4 separate regions of the Mus musculus genome follow, and regions 1, 2 and 4 are each linked to region 3. The links are chromatin contacts, called in public promoter capture Hi-C maps. All regions are on one chromosome and are shown on one strand. Each heading gives the region's core, a stretch centred on a gene start, on an enhancer-like site or on the middle of the called end of the contact. The rest is flanking DNA. Distances are from core to core; before and after follow the strand shown. Region 1 holds the start of Ptchd3 (patched domain containing 3). Region 2 holds the start of Metrnl (meteorin, glial cell differentiation regulator-like). Region 3 holds the start of Fn3krp (fructosamine 3 kinase related protein). Region 4 has its middle 7.5 kb from the start of Gm12586.

Evidence for each region. Promoter capture Hi-C pulls out the DNA fragments that hold promoters and counts their contacts.
Region 1: a contact with region 3 is called in a promoter capture Hi-C map of embryonic stem cells, with 4 times the contacts expected there. The contact joins the promoter of Ptchd3 here to the promoter of Fn3krp in region 3. A contact is called at or near these places in 18 of 39 promoter capture datasets (the 3T3-L1 cell line, the C10 cell line, the HPC-7 cell line and 11 more), 2 of 115 datasets of contacts at active chromatin or transcription factors (bone marrow-derived macrophages and embryonic stem cells) and 2 of 9 other capture datasets (embryonic stem cells and macrophages).
Region 2: a contact with region 3 is called in a promoter capture Hi-C map of embryonic stem cells, with 4 times the contacts expected there. The contact joins the promoter of Metrnl here to the promoter of Fn3krp in region 3. A contact is called at or near these places in 12 of 39 promoter capture datasets (the 3T3-L1 cell line, the HPC-7 cell line, cranial neural crest and 8 more), 1 of 484 Hi-C or Micro-C datasets (nephron progenitors), 3 of 115 datasets of contacts at active chromatin or transcription factors (astrocytes, pancreatic cancer cells and stem cell-derived neural progenitor cells) and 1 of 9 other capture datasets (adipose tissue).
Region 4: a contact with region 3 is called in a promoter capture Hi-C map of second pharyngeal arch cranial neural crest. The contact joins the enhancer-like site here to the promoter of Fn3krp in region 3. A contact is called at or near these places in 10 of 39 promoter capture datasets (the 3T3-L1 cell line, the C10 cell line, the HPC-7 cell line and 6 more), 2 of 484 Hi-C or Micro-C datasets (CD4 T cells and bone marrow-derived macrophages), 4 of 115 datasets of contacts at active chromatin or transcription factors (astrocytes, bone marrow-derived macrophages, embryonic forebrain and 1 more) and 2 of 9 other capture datasets (embryonic stem cells and macrophages).

What each region holds. Positions count from the first base shown.
Region 1 is chr11:121,828,876-121,831,575 of GRCm38.p6, reverse strand. Ptchd3 (patched domain containing 3) reads right to left here and starts at 1,358. Exons shown (of 4, transcript NM_029049.1): 1 at 317-1,358. The coding sequence starts at 1,273.
Region 2 is chr11:121,701,077-121,703,871 of GRCm38.p6, reverse strand. Metrnl (meteorin, glial cell differentiation regulator-like) reads right to left here and starts at 1,445. Exons shown (of 4, transcript NM_144797.3): 1 at 1,077-1,445. The coding sequence starts at 1,246.
Region 3 is chr11:121,419,966-121,422,665 of GRCm38.p6, reverse strand. It overlaps Fn3krp (fructosamine 3 kinase related protein), which reads right to left and starts at 1,293. Exons shown (of 6, transcript NM_181420.3): 1 at 1,063-1,293. The coding sequence starts at 1,203.
Region 4 is chr11:121,846,761-121,849,460 of GRCm38.p6, reverse strand. No RefSeq gene overlaps it. Among named protein-coding and RNA genes, the nearest start is that of Gm12586, 7.5 kb to the left of the region's middle. Within about 2 kb of position 1,335, at least 274 of the 459 cell types and tissues checked have an H3K27ac peak or open chromatin away from gene starts, as enhancers often do. A contact at or near this core is called in astrocytes, embryonic forebrain, embryonic stem cells and 3 more, where this site is marked.

The sequences.
Region 1 (2,700 bases), core at 109-2,608, 410 kb before region 3:
CGTTAGATACAAACAGGCTTTAAGGACTCCTAGGAATAAGAGGAGGGGTCACTAAAAGAAGTAATTTTCAAGTGACTTAATTAGAAAACCAAACCCTACAGCAAATGTGAAAATCAGTTTCTATACGAAATGGAATTACAGACACAGGATTTGTGTAGAGACCAGAAAGATGCCAACACATTTATGATCTCTGGCGCCATCTGTGTTCCAATAGGTTTTCACTCTAAGCACAGTACAGCATTCCCAGCTTAAATGCAAAGGTCACTTTGTCTCTGCCCTTAGTGGCCCCCCTTGCAAACCCTAACCTCCAGAATACCTCTATCTCTTCCAGGGTCAGACTGCTCTTCATGTCATTAAAATGGTCAAGAAAGTGAGTCAGCCATGCCTGGCTACGTTCACTGTCTTCGGGGTCCTCCGTCTTGAGGTAGTACAGTAGTCTCATTGCTCGGGACTCCACGAGTCGTTGACTTTTTCCAGTCATTTGACCCAAAACATTTCCCCCAAAGAAGCCCGCTAAGTAGATGAGCTGGGTGGGCGTGTTGTGGATAGGGAAGGTGAGGTCCGACAGGTTCAACGACGAGTTATGCTGCCAGGAAAACAGCAGAGGGTTGGGCGGCACGCACAGCGTCTTGTACTTGGCACACACCTCTTGGTATAGAATCTGCGTTCCATTTTCCTGGACAACTTTCAGCGCCTGCACCGCCTGGTCCAGCTTGCTCACCTCTTTGAATATTTCTGGCTCCAGCAGTGAGTTGGCGAGGGACACCACCAAGATGGATGCAAAGTTGGTCTCGGAGCTGGTCCTGGAGGCAGAGAAGCGGTAAGTGTCATTGGTACTGAAATGACCCTGCACAAAACGCCGCTCTGCCTTGGCTGGGCTGCCAATCGGTGTGTACTGCTCCTCCAGGTTCTCCTTTTCCTTGGGTAGGAAAATGAGACCGGTGCCCAGGGAGGCCGTCAGCAGTGCAGGCCCGAGCAAAAACAGCCAGGGGTTCGCGCCCACTGTGGCGCCAAAGCGTTGGAAGCCCCGCGACAGCGGTGCTTCCAAGCAGTTGGTGTGGCAGCGACGCGGCGGAGGTGCCTCCTGACCCAGCGGTGGCAAGCGCTCCAGTGGCGGCCCGGTGGTCCAGCTAGGGCCCGCCTCATCAAGTGGCACGGCTTCCAGTTGGCCTTCCAACGGTGCCTCCCGCTGCTCCTCCGCCTCTCCGAGCTCCACCTTGGACGGTGACTCCCCCTGCTCCTCCTCTCCGGGCGCCACCTTGGAGGAGATCATGTTGCCCACAGCTGTTCAGAGGAGCTGCTGCAGAGCTGTTTTCACCCCAACGGTTCAGGACCCAGGACCGTTGGTTGCTCCTGTGCCCGGATGCGGAGGCGACGGTTGGGAGCACGTGGGCGAGGCGCCCTCCTGGTGCAGATCTGTTCCAGGGTCAGAGTTAGTACCAGATCCGTCCTTGGCACAGAGCATCTCCTCACGCTCCGCCTATGGCGCATTCCCTCTACCCCTGTACTTACCAAAGCTCTCAGTGGGAGCATAAATTTAACCTTTCTACTTTGGCGGCCCAGTGGCTGGGACAACTTCACATTTACTTTGTTGTCATGTGTCCCTACTAGACGGTCAGAACCCCGAGGCTGAGGATTATTATATCTAGTTTTGCTAACAAATTTAAATGCCAAACCAGAGGAACGTAAGTATTTCTTAGAGGAAAAACTGCTTATACTACTTAAACAGTTATCTATCAATCTAAAGTTTACACAGTTCCCAATCTAAATGAAAAGTGCACCAAGACAGATTTGGGGACCATTATGAGTTAGCATCCAAAGAAGGAAGCGTTTAGATGGTTGCTTCCAGTTATTTCCTCGGAAGCCAAGTAAAATGACTGCAACCAGATAGTGTTTATTGGAGACTGGTTAAGACTACTTAACAAAGTTTCCTCTAAATGTGTTGCTTGTGTGTTTGTAGAGTCTACGAAACAGAATGAGTTGCTTTCACCACAGCAGAAGATAAGTTCTTTGGTCATTTGCTGAATTACCATGCCCATCCTGCATGTTTCTTCACCCCAAAGTAGGAAAGGCCTAACAGATTAAAGATGCTGCTCCCTCCATTTTTAAAATAAATTTAATGAGTATTAAGCTATTAGGATTACTTACAGGAGCAGGGGCAACCCACAGACAGCTATATCCCCCAAAAGACCCACCCTCCGTCAACATCGTGCTTCTTAGAGTTAGTACTTGCCTACACGAAGCTGGGAAAGGTTGGAGTATCAGGGAGAGTCAGGGGAGGGTTTTGTGAAATTCCTTCAGAGATCCAGTTAACAACCCAATTACATTCAGAACTAGGTATCTTCTGTATATTTTTGTTGATTTTGTTGCCATAACTGTAGGCTAAGATCTCCTGTGGGTCATCACAGCTGTTCTACCACATGGCAGCAGTGGATGTGTTAAGAGGAGTTACCTATCACTTTTGCTTAAGCTGGGTAGAAGAGTGGTAGATAAGGCTTTGGTTCTGGGCTTGGGGGTCTGAGGAGACCACAAAGAGAAAAGAGAGAGAAGAGGGAGAGAGGAGAAGATACCATGGGGTAGGTGAGTCATGAAAACATGGCTAGGAGGGCTGGACAATTGGAGTTAAGAGTGGCCCAGATGAAACATGCAAGTTATAACTAGGGGTTATTTATAGGAAAGTAGATACTAATAGTTTAGAAG
Region 2 (2,795 bases), core at 196-2,695, 280 kb before region 3:
AGAAGCTGCTCTCAATCTTTCAGTCCAAGCACTCCAGCAGGAGTCTTGATGAGGGTTGATTTTGGTCTCTGTGGTTTTCTCAGAAAGTCAGGCACTGTAAGTGTACAAGATAATCATTGATGCCCTGCTTACGCAGATCCGGGCACTGCCCAACATCCACCTTTCTCAGAAAACCCTCTTGACCAAAATCACCCACCGCACGCATTGCCCCATGAGCCCCCTTCACTGGAGTCTGTGCTTCAGACGAGATCGTGTACCTCCCCAGGCCTGCGCAAGCGCCCTGCCCCTGGGATGAGCTACATCAGACCCCCACCGCCGTCCCAGCCCACGTTTTCAGGAGACCCGCATCAGCGCAGCGCGCTATGCAAACCGCTGAATTGGCAACTTGCAGCTGTAAAAAACTGGCTCTGCAAAGAGAGGGGGCCGGCCGCTGTGCCTGGCGCGTTCTCAGTGTCCAAAGTAGCTACGACTCCTCAGGCACCCCGCCCGCGCACACTTGTGACTTGTGCTTCTTTCCATACGTCACACTTCAGTTAAAACAACAGCAAAAAGTCCTCCGCTGTCACTGCTGATGGGGACGAGAGAGAAGTGTCACAGGAACCCTGTGCCCTGCTGCCAAGGGCGGCTTGACCTTCACCAAGCGGGCTCAGGGCTCTACCCTACTGCATTTGGCCGCAGACAGGTGTCGACCCCATCTCTTTGCCCCAAAGATACGGTCTGCAGCCGATACGGGTCTCGTTTGGACCCCACGCTCTCCACGCCACAGCTGTCCCTCTAGATGAGCACAATCCCAACCCTTTCCCAAGAATCAGAAATCCCAACCGTTGGGAGGACCAAACATGCAGCCTATGGAGCCCAGGAAACCCACTAGGGCAGTATTACGCGCGCGGAGAGTGGGCGTCTTCCGAGCTGGGACCCAGATGCCACCAACTCTTTTGTTCTGAAACCAGAGCTAGGGCGGGGGTCACCGGACTTGGCCAGCATAGCTGTCCCTACCCCGCAAGCTCTGCCACTCGCTGCCGAGGGCTCCGGTCCAGGTCCAGGGAGTCCACGCTGGAATCACCCGCAAGACTCACCTCCCCTTCCAGCTGCACAGGTCGCTGGAGTACTGAGCGCTCGCGCCGCCCAGCAGCAGTAGTAGCAGCAACAGCAGCGGTGGCGGCGGGGGCGGACCCGGCCCAGGGCCCGGGGACCGAGGCCACTGCTGCCCCGCGCGCCTCCGGGCCGCCCACACCGCACCCCGCATGCTCCGGCCGGGTCTGCGTCCGGTGCGTGCCTGCACCCACAGAATAGGCTCTTGAGGCAGAGCGATGGGAGGCGTGGGTCCGCGTGCGAACTGATCACGTCGCGCGTCTATAGCCCATCCCGGCTCGCCCCTAGCCGCCCACCACAGGAGCCGCCCAAGCTGCAACTAGAGAAGCGCGCCGGCTGCCCCTAGAACCTCTGAGCTGGCAAGTTCCCGGACCGTGGTCTGGCTCAGCTGGGGGGCGGAACCGTGAAGCCACCCCGCCCTCGGCCGAGCTCCGCCCCCGCCTGGCCTTCGGCCCGGGCCAGCAGTTCCGCCCCGTGCGCCAGCTCACAGATCTGTGTCCTGCCAGCTCTAGCCTGGAACGCCCTGGTGTCACGCCGCAGATACTCAGTGGGCAGCATCTCGCCGCACAGGACAAGGGAAAGTGCAGCTCGGAGTGGGACAAACGACTTTGCAAAGAACGGGAACAAGGTCAGGGAGGAGGGCTGGGGCTGGGACGAAGAAGCTGTAGGGATGGGGATGGAAGAGTTTGGGCCTGGGGGAACTGCACTATTATGCACGAAGTGAAGAAATCTGAGCTCCTTCCAGCAGCTAGACACCATCTTTTAGACAGCCTGAGTGGCCTCCAGTGCACAAGGACTATTGTGATGCTCACAACTCAAGAGCGGTGGCTTCTTGGGGTTCCTGGCACCCTCTCTTTCTGTTCCCCAGCTCAAAATTTGCCTTGGGAGGGAGGAGAGAGAGAGAGAGAGAGAGAATATCAGAGAGAGACTGAGACTCTGCCATTAGTAAGCACTGGCAGCTTCTACGAGGTTATTCGAGACTCTGGAACATCCATCCCATAGAAAGGCCTCAGGTGTGCAATCAGTCCCCAGGCCACACTTTCAAGTGTCCTGTGGTCTCTTGTTTAATATTCACTTTGTCATCTTGAAGCTGAGGTTTTAGGCTGGATGCTTCTTTACAGTGAAACCTACCTTGGGCAGTGTGGAGCTTTATCGTCATTTCATCTTGGGACCCATTCTATACTTCAATAGTATCTCCCATCCCGAGTTTGACAGATCCAATTGTCTCCAAATATCCTTCCAACAGAAACAAAAAAATAACCATCTGAGAGCCCAGTCTGGCCATGAAGGGGCGTCGCATGGAGATCATGGTGATCCTAACATCTAGTGGGGGAGCTACACAGGAGCAGGGCAGAAATAGGGAGGTGGAGGGACACATTCTCTGGCCTGGAGCTTGATTTAAAAAACAAACAAACAAACAAACAAAACAGGGAGAAGGTGATGAGGCAATCTTTCTTCACTTCAAAGCCCCAAACAGTATCAAATGATGGACGAAACTGGCCTGGATAGGTCAGGAGGAAACAAGGGATTCCAGAGTACCCTCTATGCATGAGGAAAGGCCTAGAAATGCAGTTTATTTATTAGGTGGCAACCATACTGAGAGTAAGAGGGACAAATTTATGTCTTCAAGAGGAAGAGCCAGCACCACCTGTGGCTTTGAGGCCACTAAACAGCTGAGGAAAGGAGAAGGTCTGGGGATCTGG
Region 3 (2,700 bases), core at 44-2,543:
TAGTTTGAAGATGCAGCTCAGTGGTATGTATCATACTTGCTTAGGATGTGCATGGCTCTGGGTTCAACCTGTCATCACAAAGAAAAAACAAATCAAAGTGGAAATACTGAGGGCTGTAGAGAAAGGCTACTATATAAAAACAAGCAAAACCAGAACAGAGAGGCCCAGCTGTAGAACATGCAGGAGACCACGAAGACTGTGGCTGAGGGCAAACTGATGGCTGAAGACAGGGGTTGAGGCAAGTCCTGAGAAAATAAGGGTATTCCAAAGGTTAACACACATGGGAGAGGCAGGTTCCTTTCTTGAAAGAAAAATGACCACAAATGCAAAAAGCTAGGCTCGTGGCTAGAACCTGCAATCCCAGCACTCCAAGAGACAGAAACAAAAGGGTTGAGTTTGGAAGTCAGCCTTAGTGACAGAAACCAACTCTAACGTGGAGGGTGTGTAGGGCTTAACAAGAAGATAAACACCTTCAGTTTCGTCTTTAAAAAAACTTTGCCAAGTTCTACAGAAGCCATCCACGTCCCTTCCAAACAAAACCTGGAGTGAACAGCTTAAAATGACAAAGGGACAGCAGCAACCAGGAACACAACTGAAGCCTTGGGGCTCTCACCCTATCTTCCATTGGGCGCTTCAGAAAAAGTTCACTCTCAAACAGAACGTGGTGGGATGAGTGTGTTATTTTGATCCTTTAAGATCTTTGATCTGAGTTTTGAAATAAGCTCCAGATAAACACGAGTACTCTGGCGTTTCTCAAAACTAACCAGCCAGACGTGAAGGCTTTCTCAAAGAAGCGGGCATAGCAATCTCTGAATACCACGCGCTGCACCTGCATAGCCACCGTTGCCTTAGCGGGCACAGCGGGCAAGGGCAGGGAAGCCGGAGGCCAAAGGGAAATCGCCGGGCTGTGGACAGCGGGCAGAGACTGTCGCTGAAGACTGAGTCTCTAGCGCTACCCAACCCGGGTCAGCTCAGGATCTCACACACCCCGGACCCAAACCACCGCCCCATTTTAGCCTCGGGTCAACGAGCCCGACCCTCACCCAGCGCCGGTGGCCCTACCTCTGCCTTGGAGTTCACTTTCACAAACACTCGTCCTTTGTCCGTGTCATAACTCTGGCCCTGGCTAATGCACCCGCCTCCCGAGTGACCCGTAGCTTTGACCGAGCTGCAGCCCAGCTCCCGCTTAAGCAGGGTCTCCATGAGAGCAGTTCCCCAGCCGACCCAGTTCAGGCCTGGAGCAGAAGCGGGTACAGGGGCGGGGCGGGGTAGACACAGACCAGTGACGGGATTGGGTGACAAGAAGGAAGGGGCGGGGAAACCTTTGGGAGGGGCGTGGCCTGACTGGTTAGGATTGGTTGAGAGGCAGAGAGACCGCTGCCAAGTTTTCTCTGGCTGCTGGAGCGCAGGAGCCGGGTGGTAAGTGGGTGGAGCGCCCAGCCTCCCCGCTCTGGTGTGCTGAACTCTCTCAATTCAAACCTGTTTAAAACAATTCCCAGACAGCTGTGTAGAAGGACGGAGGTTGCTCCCTCCGCTCCGGGTTCTGTCTGAAACCGCCAGCGAGGTGAAGCTGAGCCCTTAGGGTTTTGCAGAGGATGACGCATCCTTTCTCAGGGATGTGCTGGCCGCGAGACCATTTCCCTGGCCAGGAGGCCTGCCCTCCTGTGGGAGGTATGGAGGTCCTTGTGCCTACAAGTTAAGCACTAGTAGAACCAGGAATGTAACGCAGAGTTGTTCCTTCGAAGGAAAGGATGCATAGCCTGTGAGCAGATGTAGTTGCCCAGGACCTTTGTACTAATCTGTGTGCTGGACCACACGGGATCCTCTCCCAAACCCTTCTCATGAGTTTGTCAATCTACAGAACCGATCTTTAAGATGTTGATCCCACTGGTCAAGAATAAGACCACATAAATTAAATTAAATTTCATGTAAGCTTTAATACTTTAAGTACTGCCCACGTGGATGTACTTTGGTCAGATCCTTGCCCAGGTTCCCAGGGAAATGGCCCCAGTCAGATTTTGCAGGGGCTTAAAAAAGCAAAAAACACAATTCAGCGCATTTCCAGTCAGGTCCAATCAGTGGCAAGCATACATTCTGACGTATTTCCTACTCATATACCTCCCTTCCACGTGTGAGCAAGCAGATCTGGTATAGATGGGCCAAATAAACTTGTTTAAAGAAGTGAAAACTCGTGACTTGTTATTTTCCATAAATAATAGCCTTTAGCATTTCAAGAAGTATCTGTCCTTGGGCAAGGAGCTTACAGGTCAGATGCATTTTTTTTTTTCATGGATCGCTTAGGCATAGTAATTAAAACTTAAAACATAACTTTGGCTTTCACAATGTCACATGTACGTCACAAAGAGTTTCAACATACTCACACCTTAAGTTTTATTTTGCACACAAGATTGAGTTGATCACCAGGAAATTTTTCACTAAATTGTGCTGCGACTAAAATATGCCTAAATAAACTACACTGGGTCAGACTTGAAGTTTGAACCAACGCCAGTCACCTAGTCTTATTAAACAGAACTGCCACTACCGGGCAGTGGTGACACTTGCCTTTAATCCCAGCACTTGGGAGACAGAGGCAGGTGGATTTCTGAGTTCAAAGCCAGCCTGGTCTACAGAGTGAGTTCCAGGACACCAGGGCTACACAGAGAAACCCTGTCTCAAAAACAAACAAACAAAACAAAACAA
Region 4 (2,700 bases), core at 86-2,585, 430 kb before region 3:
ACTCAGAGGCCAAGGCCCTCTGCTCATGTCACCACATGTACCAAAAGAACCACAGTCTGGTTCTCAGTCCATCACAGTCCAATCAGATTGGACTCTGATTGCTTAGCCAACCTGTTCTTCCTTGTGGCTGCCACAATCACGATGGCATGGCTTGTAGTCTCCCTTTCGGCCCTCTGATGAACATCAGAGGAGAATATGGAAAGAACCTGCCAGCTACCTCCCACTTGCGCTCCTCCTGATTGCTAGCTTTTCCACAGGACAGTAGCAGCTCCCCTACTGGAGAAGTAGAGATTAAAAGACTCAGATAGCATAGGCCTTTCCAGCTCTGTCCTTCCACCCCACCCTAGGAGCAGACAGAGCCCTAGTCTGGTAAATTTGTATTTTAGTGATATCTTCCATTCTTCAAGGTCACCTGTTCATCTTCCAAGGCACAGAGTCCTTTGTGTGCATATGTCATTACACACTCAATGTCCAGCATAACCATGCCCTGCTTCACAGCTGGGAAGTGCTGCATCCAAACTTCAGCCAAACTCAAACAGTAACAACAACTGAAGCAAAAGGTGGCTACGAATCTGAAATCAAGGAACAGTAACTGGGAGGTGAATGAAAAAAGAAATAAAAAGAAAGGCCGTGGCTGCCCCTAGGTATAGTGGAGTAGAAAGCTTACTATAGATAAAAGTGAGGTAATTCCATGGCTCAGATGGGTAGTTTTAAAACTCTGTTATGATATCTCTCTTTAACTTAAAGATCTAGGGCGTTTAATCAAATGAAAGCAAAGTCATTGCCCTGGGGAGCAAGAGACTGGGATCAAGGAGACCTCAGCTAATGTAGCTTGTTTCAGAAACATTTTTCTGAATGGCTGAAGATGGGGGTGTTCTAGATTTAATAGGTCTTCCTTATTAAAGGGCAGAAAATCACCCCACACACAATTAAAAGATTAATTTTAAAAAGTCTTTTTGATAACAGTTTGCATCTATCTCTGGTTTGTAGTGACATTTTGGGGAATCCTGGAATTTGGGTTTCCTTATAAAACACAGATTTTCCCATAGTGAAGTAATTCAGAGGCTACTGCTGGGTCCAGCAAGTGGCTAGGACAAGGGACCTGCCCCCTAGCCCCGGGTTGGACCCACCACACTAGCTCTCCATGTTCAGACCCCTGCTCCTCCTGCTGTTGGATGTGATCTGTATTCACCATATCCCAAGTTCCGAGCTTGCCTGAGTGTGCTTTACAGCACACAGCAGCAGGGCTCAGAGCACAATACAAGCAACCATTCAAAGCTGCTCAGCGAGTAAGCTGATCCTGCCTCAAGGCACCCGGAAGAACCCGCCTCCTCTTCTGATTGGGCAGGTCCGTCTGAAGGCTCTGATTGGCCAGTGAGTCTTGAGCGACATGAGCACCTCCCTTATGTTCAGACGCGATGAGAGACGCAGAACAGTGACTCCTTGCTTAGACTTGCAGCCCAGAGCCAGACCTTTTCCAGATCTGCAGGGATTTGCATTTCAGTAGTAATTGTGCCCGTCCTCCAACAGCCTACCCAGTCCAGGGGAGGACCCACCGCTCCAGCTTCCACTGTTCAGCTGCCTGCTCCTCCCCTTTGTGGGCAGTGACCCTAAACTACCTGGTGCAGACTTCAGAGACTGCCTGAGCTCCCTTCACAGTAGGCACTTCCCCTTCTCCCTCCTAGGATCAAAGTACATAGCTTGCATAGATAGCCCCCTTACCCAACTTGCAGTGGGAGTTGGTCCGACAGGTGGAAGGGTGCCCAGAATATTAACAGTTAAAGAGATTTTAGGAAAGGAGTTTTGTTTAGTAGCTTCATGCTGGGTTCGGGTAAACTGCAGCTATTTCTCACCTGGTGGGTATGAGACAAGTCTGGGAGGAAAGCAGGAAACATGAAAAACACTGGGGAGCATTACTGTCCGCTGGCACAACATCCTCCGTGGGAAGGTAAAAAACAAACAAACAAAAAACCCCACAACAGTATTAGTGAAGCTTCTCTAGATGAACAGAATTGATAAAATAAATCTGTGTGCGCAGAAAATGGATTTACTAGAATAGTTCACAGGCTGTGATCTAACTAGTCCAACAATGGCTGTCTACCAATGGGAAGTTGTAGAATCCAGTAGTGGCTGCTAAGTACATACATGTTGCTGTGTGTCTCAGTCTTCAGTATCTATGAGAATTCCAAGGAAGTGGGTTCTAATGCCAGTAAAACAAAATAACCTCCCACCACCACTACCACAACAACTAAAAACTTGCTAACCAGATGTAGAACAAGCAGACAGAGAGAAAGAGCTACTACACTGAATGTCCTCTTTACATATAGGTTGCTACCAGAAGCTGTGGCCTAGAGTAAAGGTACATTTCATTGCCTTAAAAAAATCCATGTTGAAGAAGGGATTTCCCAACTCAAAAGCTATTACCAAAAAAAAAAAAAAAAAAAAAAAAAAAAACCTGCACAGCATCCAAAATCTTTCAGTTTTAGTCAGTTCCACATGTAGTCAGTTTGATTACCAAGAATTGCCATCACAGCCAAAACAGAAGAACTGAGAAAGATCTCTCCCCTCACCTCTAGTTGCAGGAAAAGAAAGCATGGGAATTGTTTGCAAAGCAATGCCTTTCTTCAAAGAAGGGATCACTGGTATTTTACTGAGGGAGTCTAGATACACTTGCATATAGGTATTGCTACTCCCACACAT